Regions from separate parts of the Nothobranchius furzeri genome. Here region 1 is linked to region 2. The links are chromatin contacts, called in public Hi-C maps. All regions are on one chromosome and are shown on one strand. Each heading gives the region's core, a stretch centred on a gene start, on an enhancer-like site or on the middle of the called end of the contact. The rest is flanking DNA. Distances are from core to core; before and after follow the strand shown.

Region 1 (4,985 bases), core at 1,579-4,078, 150 kb before region 2:
CATGATGATTTATTATACCTCTTAGCCATAGGGAAGTATCTGGAGCATTCTGTGCCATCCCATGCACAGTAAGGATCCCTTGCCAGACAGCATTCAGCACAAGCCTTTCCATAAACCTCACAGCGGTGTAAAGGCATCTGAGACACTCCGATGTCTGACCCAAGATACAGTTGTTGCTTGGAATAGAAAAAAAGTAAACGTTATATCTTTGATTTTGTTTTTATTTAATATATATATATTTATATATATATTTATATACATATTTATATTTGCAGAATCAGTTCAGATTTAAATTCAGGTGAGATGTGTCTAAGGAATGCAACAATTATTGGCCCAAAAGTCAGTAGTCAGAGCATTCAATATATCACAACTCTTTTCTTCCTTCTGTCGATTAGCTTGCTTGTTTTTAAATCCCTGTCATTTACAATGACAAGCTAACTGTCACAGTAAAGCCAGCAATTAAGATATTTGGGTGATGACAAGGCAGTTTATCTCAAAGTGTTTAAACTGTGCTCACAAACGTGTCATTGTTCTGTCTTTCTGCCCTTAAGCTAGGTGTGTCTTCTTGAGAGAGGGAGGGAGAGAGAGAGAGAGAGAGAGAGAGAGAGAGAGAGAGAGAGAGAGAGAGAGAGAGAGAGAGAGAGAGAGAGAGAGAGAGAGAGAGAGAGAGAGAGAGAGAGAGAGAGAGAGAGAGAGAGAGAGGATTATCTTTCAGGTGCTGGCAATGCACAAACTTTGGACAAATGTTTTCATCATTTTTTGTTATTTACCACTAAAAGTAGTTTGTGTTGTCATGAAAGCAGAACAAGAGATAATAACATCAGTACCTGTTTAGTTGAAAGTTCCATGGCTTTTATGGCAACTGGTTTCTAAAAGATAGCAAAATATATATATATCATTGATGAGCTCTTGGTGAATGTGAAGTGTCCATGGAATAATTGCGTCATAAAGAAATCCTTACCCTGAATACAGTCATTTCTTCTAATAGAACTTCTTCTAAGTCATGCCAGGATCCTCTGGGAATGGAAACAACTTTCAAAATAGTTCCCATGTCTAGAATGAAACAGAAGAACACACATCTACATTTTTACATCCCAACATGATGTGTGCCTTAAGCCTAATTTATACTTCTCGTCTGCATCGGGACAGACACACGCAATGCCATTACGCGTCGACGCAAGAGCCCTTAAGGGGCTTGCGGAGGAAGACGGAAACATGCCCTGAATTTTAAATATCCATCGAAAGAGACGGAGACCGCAAGCTCGTGATTGGTCAGGACCCTGCTTCTTGTTTTCATTTGTCAACAGCACCATCTTTGCAGCTTCAAAACTGAAAGAGATATTTAGCGGCAGACATAGAACAGATAAAAAAAAAACGTATCGTGGAAAAAGTCTGAAAATATGAACGTTTGTTCACCCATGAGTACAAAGATATGCAGCAAGCATTTTATTTGTGGAAAGGAAAGATGAGAAACGTGGGTTTAGAGGTGCCGATCACATGAAGAGGTGGAGGAAAATGAGGGGAAAAAAAATCTCTCAAAAACAGTGAAACAATGTAATCACAATAGTAAATACACTATCGTGACCAGATAAGTGGCTTTAATGGTGGCAGGATACATCAGAATAGCGCTACGCCCTTTTTCAGCTGACGGACAAGTCTGAAAGCAAAACGTCTCGTCAATGCATGTGCGTCTCTCCCTCACGGAGCTGACAAAGTATAAATTAGGCTTTAGTTTACAGTGTAATGTGTTCCCCATTCATATTACCTGTGCCTATGAACATAACATCATACAGGCCATCTTCAGCTTCTACTTTGTCAACTACTATTTGGGTGAACTGGTAATCCACGTCTGTTTTGACTACGATTGGTTGATTGTTGATCGGATAGATGGGGTTGAACATGGCTGGGTGACTTCTGGCAAAGGTGACGACTTCATCCGGAAACTCTTTGGTTGTATTGAATCCACCAAAGGTCTTGCTTGGGCACTTTGGGATGAAAATAAATTGATTTTATAAAGTAGACAAAATAAATGAAGAGAAACTTTAAAGATCAATTCACAAACTCACTGTTCCAGGCCGGGGGTAGGGAACACGGCCCTGGAAGGGAACCCACTGATAGTTTGGTCCATCCCTGTGAGCATATGGCCCCAGGAAAGCCCTTCTGACGTCTGTCATGCTGTACATACACACCGCTGAACCTTTGAAAACATTACTAAGGGTAAGATAGAATGAGTCAGATTTAGGCAATTCGTCATCAACAATTTGAGAAAAACAACTCCAGTAGGTCACAATACCTGGAAGTGGTAAATACTCCATAGACGATTGGGCTCTTGGGATCCTTTGTGCTCATAAGGAAAACATCCTCTGAAAGCAAGGGTCAGTGATTCACAGACATTGTGTATCACATTTCTGACTGAACCTGAGTAGAATGAGGAGTTGTAACTCACGTAGTTCATCAAAGTGGGTGTCTATCCCGTTACTGCCTGGCACGGAGCAAATCAGTCGAGCCTTCAAGAAGGTCGTCCACTTGTTGACCAGGCTCCTGTGACCCCCAAGGTCATTCTGATGGGCAAAACACTACTTTTTGGCAACTAGCAAAAGTAAATAGATTACACTAACGTGTTCCCCTTGTTATACTGTTAATGTACGCTATAAACATAACGTTAGATGTTTCGATAAAAACTGTGTTAAAACAGACATGAGTCAAAATGAAAGAGCCAAGGTCTACTAATGGTTCCTTTGTGAAAAACTGGTTATACATAAACTTGTAATAACTTGTAATGATTGGTTTGGCTTGTGACAACATTTTGAAGTCATTTTAGTTTATTTCCAAAGCCACAGTCGACGTCGTTCACGCCTACCTGATAACGCACACATACCATTGTGACTGATTTATGTGTTAGTGGATTTCATCACAAACCAATTTGTCTTATGTGTTTTTCATTTTCTTTAGCTAAACATCTATTTAAATCACGAACAGCTCCTTGAACAAACTTGTTTAAGAAGCTGTCAGTGTCTTATTTACTGAAGATGTTTGGTTTGTTTTCCTGACACAGCATCTTTGTTAATGGCAAAATGAAAAATTGACTTTCACTTCTCCTAACTTCTATTGATGGTGGTTAATAGCCTTCTAGATGTCAAGCAGAAATATGACTATTTTACCCTTCCTGCTTCACAGTATAGCATTTGTGTTCCAGCATCCAAAACACAGTGCGCAGAAAGGCCTGGCTCATACAAATGCATTCCACGTCTGCTGATTTATGACAGTAAATTAGACTTTCTACAAGTATGCATAGGCTCAAATTAACACCACAACTTGCATAATGAATAGTCTGTCTTGTGTTGAAGACAGCAAATTCCTGACATTCTGACTAATAAAGACGGCTGTTATAAAGAAGGCGTGATGTGCAGTTGAACCAAAGGTTAAGGCTGGACATGGGAACTGCTTTTTTAAAGATTAGATGAAATAGTGCAAAACTGGGCATGGAAGTCAAACTTGTTATTAGGACAATAGTGCAGATTTTGATGTCATATTTGTCTTTAAGATTTGGGTAACCAACTGCGTCATATGCAACATAACCAAATGATCGCCAGGCTGTAATTAATCACATAAAACAACTCTTGAAAGATGTAAAATATACTCATTCACTCACGTTTCTCAATGTTTAGATGATGTAAATGGTGTCTGTTTCAGTTTTATTTAATGTATGCTTCGTTGTTTGCTTGTTTTTTTTTTTCATTTTAGGGCCTGCATTGGTGCCTGTGTGTCTGGAATTATGCTCACTTTGCAAAGCTGTCCAATGCGAGCATATGTAGCCTTTCCAGCGTGCTCTCCCTCCATGGCGTTTTCTCTGAAGAACAAGTAGATTTTGTCATCTTCTGGGTTGTCGTTTTCTGGGATGAGATGAACGCCCAAAAACCTTGGCTCTACAAAAACACATTCCTATTATTGTAATCCATCTGTTGAAAACAAGTACACTGTTACCGCTTTTGAACGTTCTAAATATTTCTACAAGTCATCAGGTTAAAAACGACAAACTGGAAAACTCCAGTATTCGAGACAAACCTGGAGGCTTTAAGAAACTGTTTTGCACTTAGACTTATACTCCAGGTCTGTTGTGATAAAGGTGTTCTATTTAAACCTGAACCGCACCGAAGAAATACGTGTTTTTGCAGTACTTTGAGCCATGCTTCACTGTTCTAGACCTTCTTGACAGAAGTAAGTAAGAGACTAGCAATTTGTAACAAACAGCATGAAGAGGATTGATGACTGCTGAGATTTTCTTTCAAATTTTCATGAAAAATAATCTGTCATTTTTGGTTGTGCATTGTTAGGTTGCATTCTTGTCACAGCGATACATTTTATCCGTCACAGAGTCCATGACTAAAAGGCCACAGCACAACAATCATTTAAAATGTGTTTAGATTGCTTATATATTAGAGTCATGGACATGTATAATAATTACATAGGAACTAAATTGGAAGTTAAAGTAAATAAGTTAAAGTAAAAAAATAAAATAAAACAATGAGACACCTTCTAGTGTAGGCATGTCCAAATTGCGGTCCGGTGGCCTTTTCAGACCCGTGAGTGATGTTGTACGACCCCCACTTGAATTTCTAGAATGATGAATTGTGTCTCTCCAATAGGATGTTGATATAAATCGCCACTTTCTAATGTATTTTTGTTCAGATTTTCACTTATAAGCCTATTTTGGATTTATTTTGAAGAGTACAAATTAAAAAAAAATATATACAAAACAATGTTAACATTTTTTGAATCAAGAAAATTACATTCTTGTGGCCCCCATTGACTTCAAACATTACTTTCTTGGTTATTGCCTTGAAAGGTTTGGACATCCCTGTTCTAGTGGCTTGCAGCAGTATAGGGAGCCTCCGTATATTCCTGCTCCAGTCGGCTCATGGGTCCCCAGAAGAACAAAAATGAATGCAAGTCAATCCACTGTGCCTTACGCCCTGAACCACACA
Region 2 (5,087 bases), core at 2,276-4,775:
CTGTAGCGCACATTCACAGAAGATCTCCTTTCAAAGAGCGCAGCAGACCTAAAGCAGGGCCTCTGATAACATCCAAACAAAAACAACACCCCCACTGTCTAATAGTATGGCAGTTTGACCTATTGCTGTAGGGTACTGATGCTGTAGATACAAGGGTGAAAGCAAAGAGACCTAAATCATGAAAAGCAACAGCACACACAGCTTTTAAACCCCCAGGGCAACACACTGGAGGTGTCTGAACAACAGCTGGACTAATCGAGCAAGTAATCTTTGTTGTTTATGAGAAACTGAGTGTTGCGGTGTGAGGCGTATGCTGCTCAGCGCTGATTGGCTTAGTCAGAATTCTGAGGGGGTGGGGTTATTTCAATCGGAGCGTTACCAGGACCATTGCTTCCCATAAGGAAGCAATGGGATGGCTGGCCAGGATACCTTCAGGTGTCTTTTAGCAAACTCCATGCGTGCACTGAGAGGCCTCCAACGGGTCACTCTGCCATAAAGGCTGTGATGGTTGACTTTTTACGACTTTCTCCCATCTCCTGACTGCATCTCTGGAGCTCAGCCACAGCGATATTTGGGTTCTTCTTCACCTCTCTCACCAGCTGAGTTTAGCCCGACGACCTGCTCTGGGGAACGTTATGGGGTCTCATTTATCAAACATTGTGTAGAATCCTTACTAAAACCGTACTTAAGCTCAGCAAAAATAATTTACTTACGCCAAGTAGGTTTGTGATCTATCAAACATGGAGTACGCACAGCTGCACGCAGTCTCTGCTTCATAAATCAGAAACTATCTAGAAAGGTTCTCAGCTGCTTGTTAGTCACATCCCGCTCTCAACACGCCCACTTTCTGCCATAAATGGTCAATGCAAAGTGCCTCATGCATATGCATAAGCCGGCTTGTTGCAGCATTTCGCTCAAGACCGTAGATCAAGGAAGCGCTATTTCACAAGCAGAAATTGATGTACTTGTGGATGAGGTGGAGAAATGAAAGGAAGTGCTTTTGCAAAACAAATAAGAGAAAATCCATGGAGTGGCGCAGAGTTGCTGAAGTCGTCAATGCTGAGTTCTTCAGAGAGATCTGTGGTGGATGTAAAAAAGGTGGTCCGATTGGGAGTCGATCCCCAGAATCCCGGATGAAAGTCACGCACGCTAACCAGTCACCCAAACAGAGATCTCCCTTGACCAATTAGCCAGGTTGCATGGTCAATCGGGTCAGAGTGACAGAACGCTCACACTGTCACAGACACATGACATTCTGTCTCAATCTGTCCCCCTGCTGATATTCTGTGTGTGTGTGTGTGTGTGGGGGGGGGGGGGGGGGGTGTTTTGTGTGTGAAAATGAAGCAGTACAAGTGATAATGCTGCTGAAATTCAAAATTTTATCCTTCTCAGCAGCAGCACTGCAGGTGCTCTCCATGTCCAAAATGTGCGTAAGCCAGATCCTTAGTCAACTGAAAGTTGTGCACATTTCTCTGCTAAGTTTTCTTTCATAACTCACAAAATTTGCGTGGAAAGTTGCTTACGCAGTTTTCCGGCCCCGATTTGTGCGTAAGCAAGCTTGATAAAAGAGGCCCCAGGTCATTCCAAACATCTTCTATTTAAGAACTATGGAGGCCACTGTGCTCTTAGGAACCTTAAATGCAGCAGAGATTATGTTGTAACCCTGGCCAGATCTGTGCCTTGCTACAATACTGTATCTGAGCTCTTCAGGCAGTTCCTTTGACCTCACGATACTCACTTCTGACATGCATTGTGAGCTGTAAGGTCAAATAGACAGGTGTGTGTCTTTCCTAATCAGGTCCAATCAGTATAATCAAACACAGTTGGACACAAAGGAAGGTGTAGGGCCCTCTCAAGGATGATCAGAAGAAACAGAAGACACCTGAGTTAAATATATGTCACAGCAAAGGCTCTGAATACTTAGGACCATGTGATATTTCAGTAGTTTTTTTTTTTAATAACTGCATACATTTCTAAAATTCAGTGTTTTTCTGTCAATATGAGGTGCTGTGTGTACATGAGGAAAATTAATTTCATTGATTTTAGCAAATGGCTGCAAAATAACTAAGAGCGAAAAATTGATGGGGGTCTGAATACTTTCTGTACCCACTGTGTGATACAAATTCAAGTATTGTATGGGCTTCTGTGTGTGTTTTCCTCTTGAGGTGATGAAGTGGGTTTTATACAGTAGATCATTTAAAAATGGGGGGGAGGGGCTCTAAAAGCAGTTCATTTATGACCAACCTCTTAGAGGCAGGGATGTATCGTGAGCATGTGTGTCCATCCCAGCCACAGTATGGATCGCGGGCCAGACAGCATTCAGCACAGGCTTGACCGTGCAGGTGACATCTGCTGAGAGAGACCTGAGCTAATCCTTCTCTGGATCCCACATACAGCTGCTGCTATGGTAACAAACAACAATACTTTAGATTAGGAAGTATATCTGTTATTAAAGGACATTAGGGTGATCAGAACCATAACATGGGCACACATTACATTTCTACCATTTAGTTACTTTCATAAAATGGCATAAATAACACTTTCTTCAATTACTGATTCTTAAAATTACTTTCTTTAAAGCTACAGAAAAAAGGTGGAAATTAAAGCCATTTCTGGCTCATAATGGTTTGTTCCAAGTGTCGAAACATCACCATGATTCTGTTTCACAGGCTTCCTGATTTGTTGAATATTGTATATTGCAACTTAGATGACCTGGTCTGACTAGTCTGTAAACACCAAGAAGCAGACAAGAAGGACATGCAAGTCGAACAATGCTGGAGCTTAATGGGAGCTGTGATTGGGGCTGAAGTGTCTACTGACACCCATGACCTCAAGTTAATGAGATGGAAAGGCAAGAGAATGAGGACAGCTAAAGATGAGGAGTGAATCTGAGCACGTGTGTGAGCAAAGGTTTAATAAATCAGGATGTCTTGTGACACATCAGGCAAGCGTCACAAGACAAGCTGTATGAGGGGAAAGAAACTCAGATTTTGTGCAGACACAACCAATCACAGGAACAATAAGAGCAGAGAGAACAAACCTGTTTGGAAGAAATCTCCAGAGTGAGGATAGGGGAAGAAACCTGTCAACAAGTGAAATGTCTGGATTATTATTTGAAGTAAAACAACTAAATAATGCAAACTTTGCATCAAAAAAGCATGATGAGTATTTTACGGTTTGATGAGTCAGCTACCCCACCAAGAGCCACAGAATTTAATCTACTGGGAAGCAGAATAACTGTGTGTATTGTGTGTCCGGTTGTGTTGAGATGATCACCTGGAAAACCTGAAGCTCCTCCAGAATTACTTCCTCTGTGGACCAGTTCTCTTGAGTGATGCTCACCACCTTCAGAACTGAGCCAGCATCTGCAGCAGAAACACAAATGAACAAATATTTTCACTAAATGTGAATCTGCAAACACCTAAAGAGCTTTTAAAGTTCAAATCCATTTCCATGACCAACAACAATCATTTAAAGCCTCTTTCAGAATACGGGTGACTCTACTGCCCTTTAGTGTTCAAGAAGAAGACTTCAAGTTAAATGAGTACTGAGAAGTGTCCTACCTGTCCCCAGAAACATAACCTCATATTGTCCATCATCTGCCATTACTTTGTCCACCACAATGTGGGTCAGGGTATAATCCACTCTGACGCGTGTGAAGACGGGACGGCCAGTCAGGGGGTGCACAGAGCGGTGCATCAGAGGGTGGAATCGAATGAAGCTGATGACATCGTCTGGGAAGTCTTTGGTGGACGTGATTCTTGGATCATAAGTTTTACTGGGGCACTAAGAAACAAGAATTTCTTGTAATGGTATGTAAGTTAGGTTCTATAATTTCAGCAGCTCATCTCTTGACTTTATAATCTGACAGGTATGTGGCTCCTTCTTGTGGTAAAAGTATGAATTGCAGGCAGCAAAGAAAATTTGAACCATGTGTGTTACTCCTGCACCTCCTACTTTCTGTGTTTATAATAAGTCAAAGTAAAGAGTCACTCAGCTGTCCACCTGAGATTTATACAGAGCCAAGTCTTCAATGCATCCTCTTAGCTGGCTTGATTGAAGTTTTTCAAACAAATTCAACAAGAATCTGATTAACATGGCATGCAACCACTTTAAAGCTACGATTAGGTCATCTGTAATGAGGCTGCATGTGCAGATGATAGCATACCCCGCAGCTTCTTCAGCATTCCTTTCTTTAATCCTCCACTTTTCTATGAAGCATGTTTATTATTTTACAATTTGGAAGAAAGTTGTGTATTTTTTTCCTAATTTCTCTAAACATAATTTGCAGCTATAGGTAAAATGCAGGGCTATTATATGTTATGTGTTCTCCATGAAGTTCTCCCTACCGTTCCAGGGCGAGGATAAGGTATTCTTCCATCATATTCGACCCATCTGTGGTCAGGCCCCTCTTTGTGAGCGTAGGGTCCATTAAACACAGCCCTAATGTCTGCCATGCTGTAGACACACACTGCTGAGCCACGGAAAATGGAGCTTGAAGGAGGGCAAAAACAACAAATCTAGTTAAGTTAAGGGGTAAAGAGGGAGCCCACAGTTGGTGAGATGAAAACAGAATTACCTGGAAGTTGTGAAGACTGCATACACAACAGGGTTTTTGTCATCTGTGGTAGGGAGCAGGAAGATGTCCTCTATAACAATGAAATGGGGAAATGTAAAGGTTAATTTACTTACTGTTTTTCATGAATCCAAGACCGAATCCTGGAATTGTTGCGCTAATGCAAGTCAGTCCTCTGATAAATTGCTCACACAACTGAAAGATAAAAGCTTGCTTGTTGGCGTAAATCTCTTTTTAATCTCACACACACTTACGGAGCTCGTCAAAGTGCGTGTTCACACCATCTGGTCCGGGAATGGAACACACTAGCCTGGCTTTGAGGAAGGTTGTCCATTTATTGGTCAGACTCCTGCGTCCACCAACATCATTCTGAAACACATGCACACAGTCAGAAACCGCCATAGCCATGAGACTATCTATAACAGTTTGTCCATATCTAGTTCATTTATTGAACTTGTGCATGAGAAGACAACAAACACGACTGCAGCTGATGGGTTCAAACACGTCTATG

The links. Hi-C and Micro-C count contacts between places; a contact is called where the count stands out from the background.
Region 1: a Hi-C map of skeletal muscle shows a contact between it and region 2, with 5 times the contacts expected there. The contact joins two enhancer-like sites. A contact is called at or near these places in 2 of 2 Hi-C or Micro-C datasets (skeletal muscle and tail fin).

The regions. Positions count from the first base shown.
Region 1 is chr4:71,219,699-71,224,683 of NfurGRZ-RIMD1, reverse strand. sema3ab (sema domain, immunoglobulin domain (Ig), short basic domain, secreted, (semaphorin) 3Ab) reads right to left here. Exons shown (of 17, transcript XM_015964631.3): 7 at 3,784-3,926; 8 at 2,447-2,561; 9 at 2,294-2,363; 10 at 2,067-2,211; 11 at 1,766-1,985; 12 at 962-1,053; 13 at 828-869; 14 at 19-176. Among protein-coding and RNA genes, the nearest start is that of sema3ab, 25 kb to the right of the region's middle. Within about 2 kb of position 2,828, at least 1 of the 3 cell types and tissues checked has an H3K27ac peak or open chromatin away from gene starts, as enhancers often do. A contact at or near this core is called in tail fin, where this site is marked.
Region 2 is chr4:71,074,344-71,079,430 of NfurGRZ-RIMD1, reverse strand. It overlaps sema3d (sema domain, immunoglobulin domain (Ig), short basic domain, secreted, (semaphorin) 3D), which reads right to left. Exons shown (of 18, transcript XM_015964630.3): 9 at 4,831-4,945; 10 at 4,580-4,649; 11 at 4,350-4,494; 12 at 3,564-3,786; 13 at 3,277-3,365; 14 at 3,041-3,082; 15 at 2,245-2,399. Among protein-coding and RNA genes, the nearest start is that of sema3d, 24 kb to the right of the region's middle. Within about 2 kb of position 3,525, at least 2 of the 3 cell types and tissues checked have an H3K27ac peak or open chromatin away from gene starts, as enhancers often do. A contact at or near this core is called in tail fin, where this site is marked.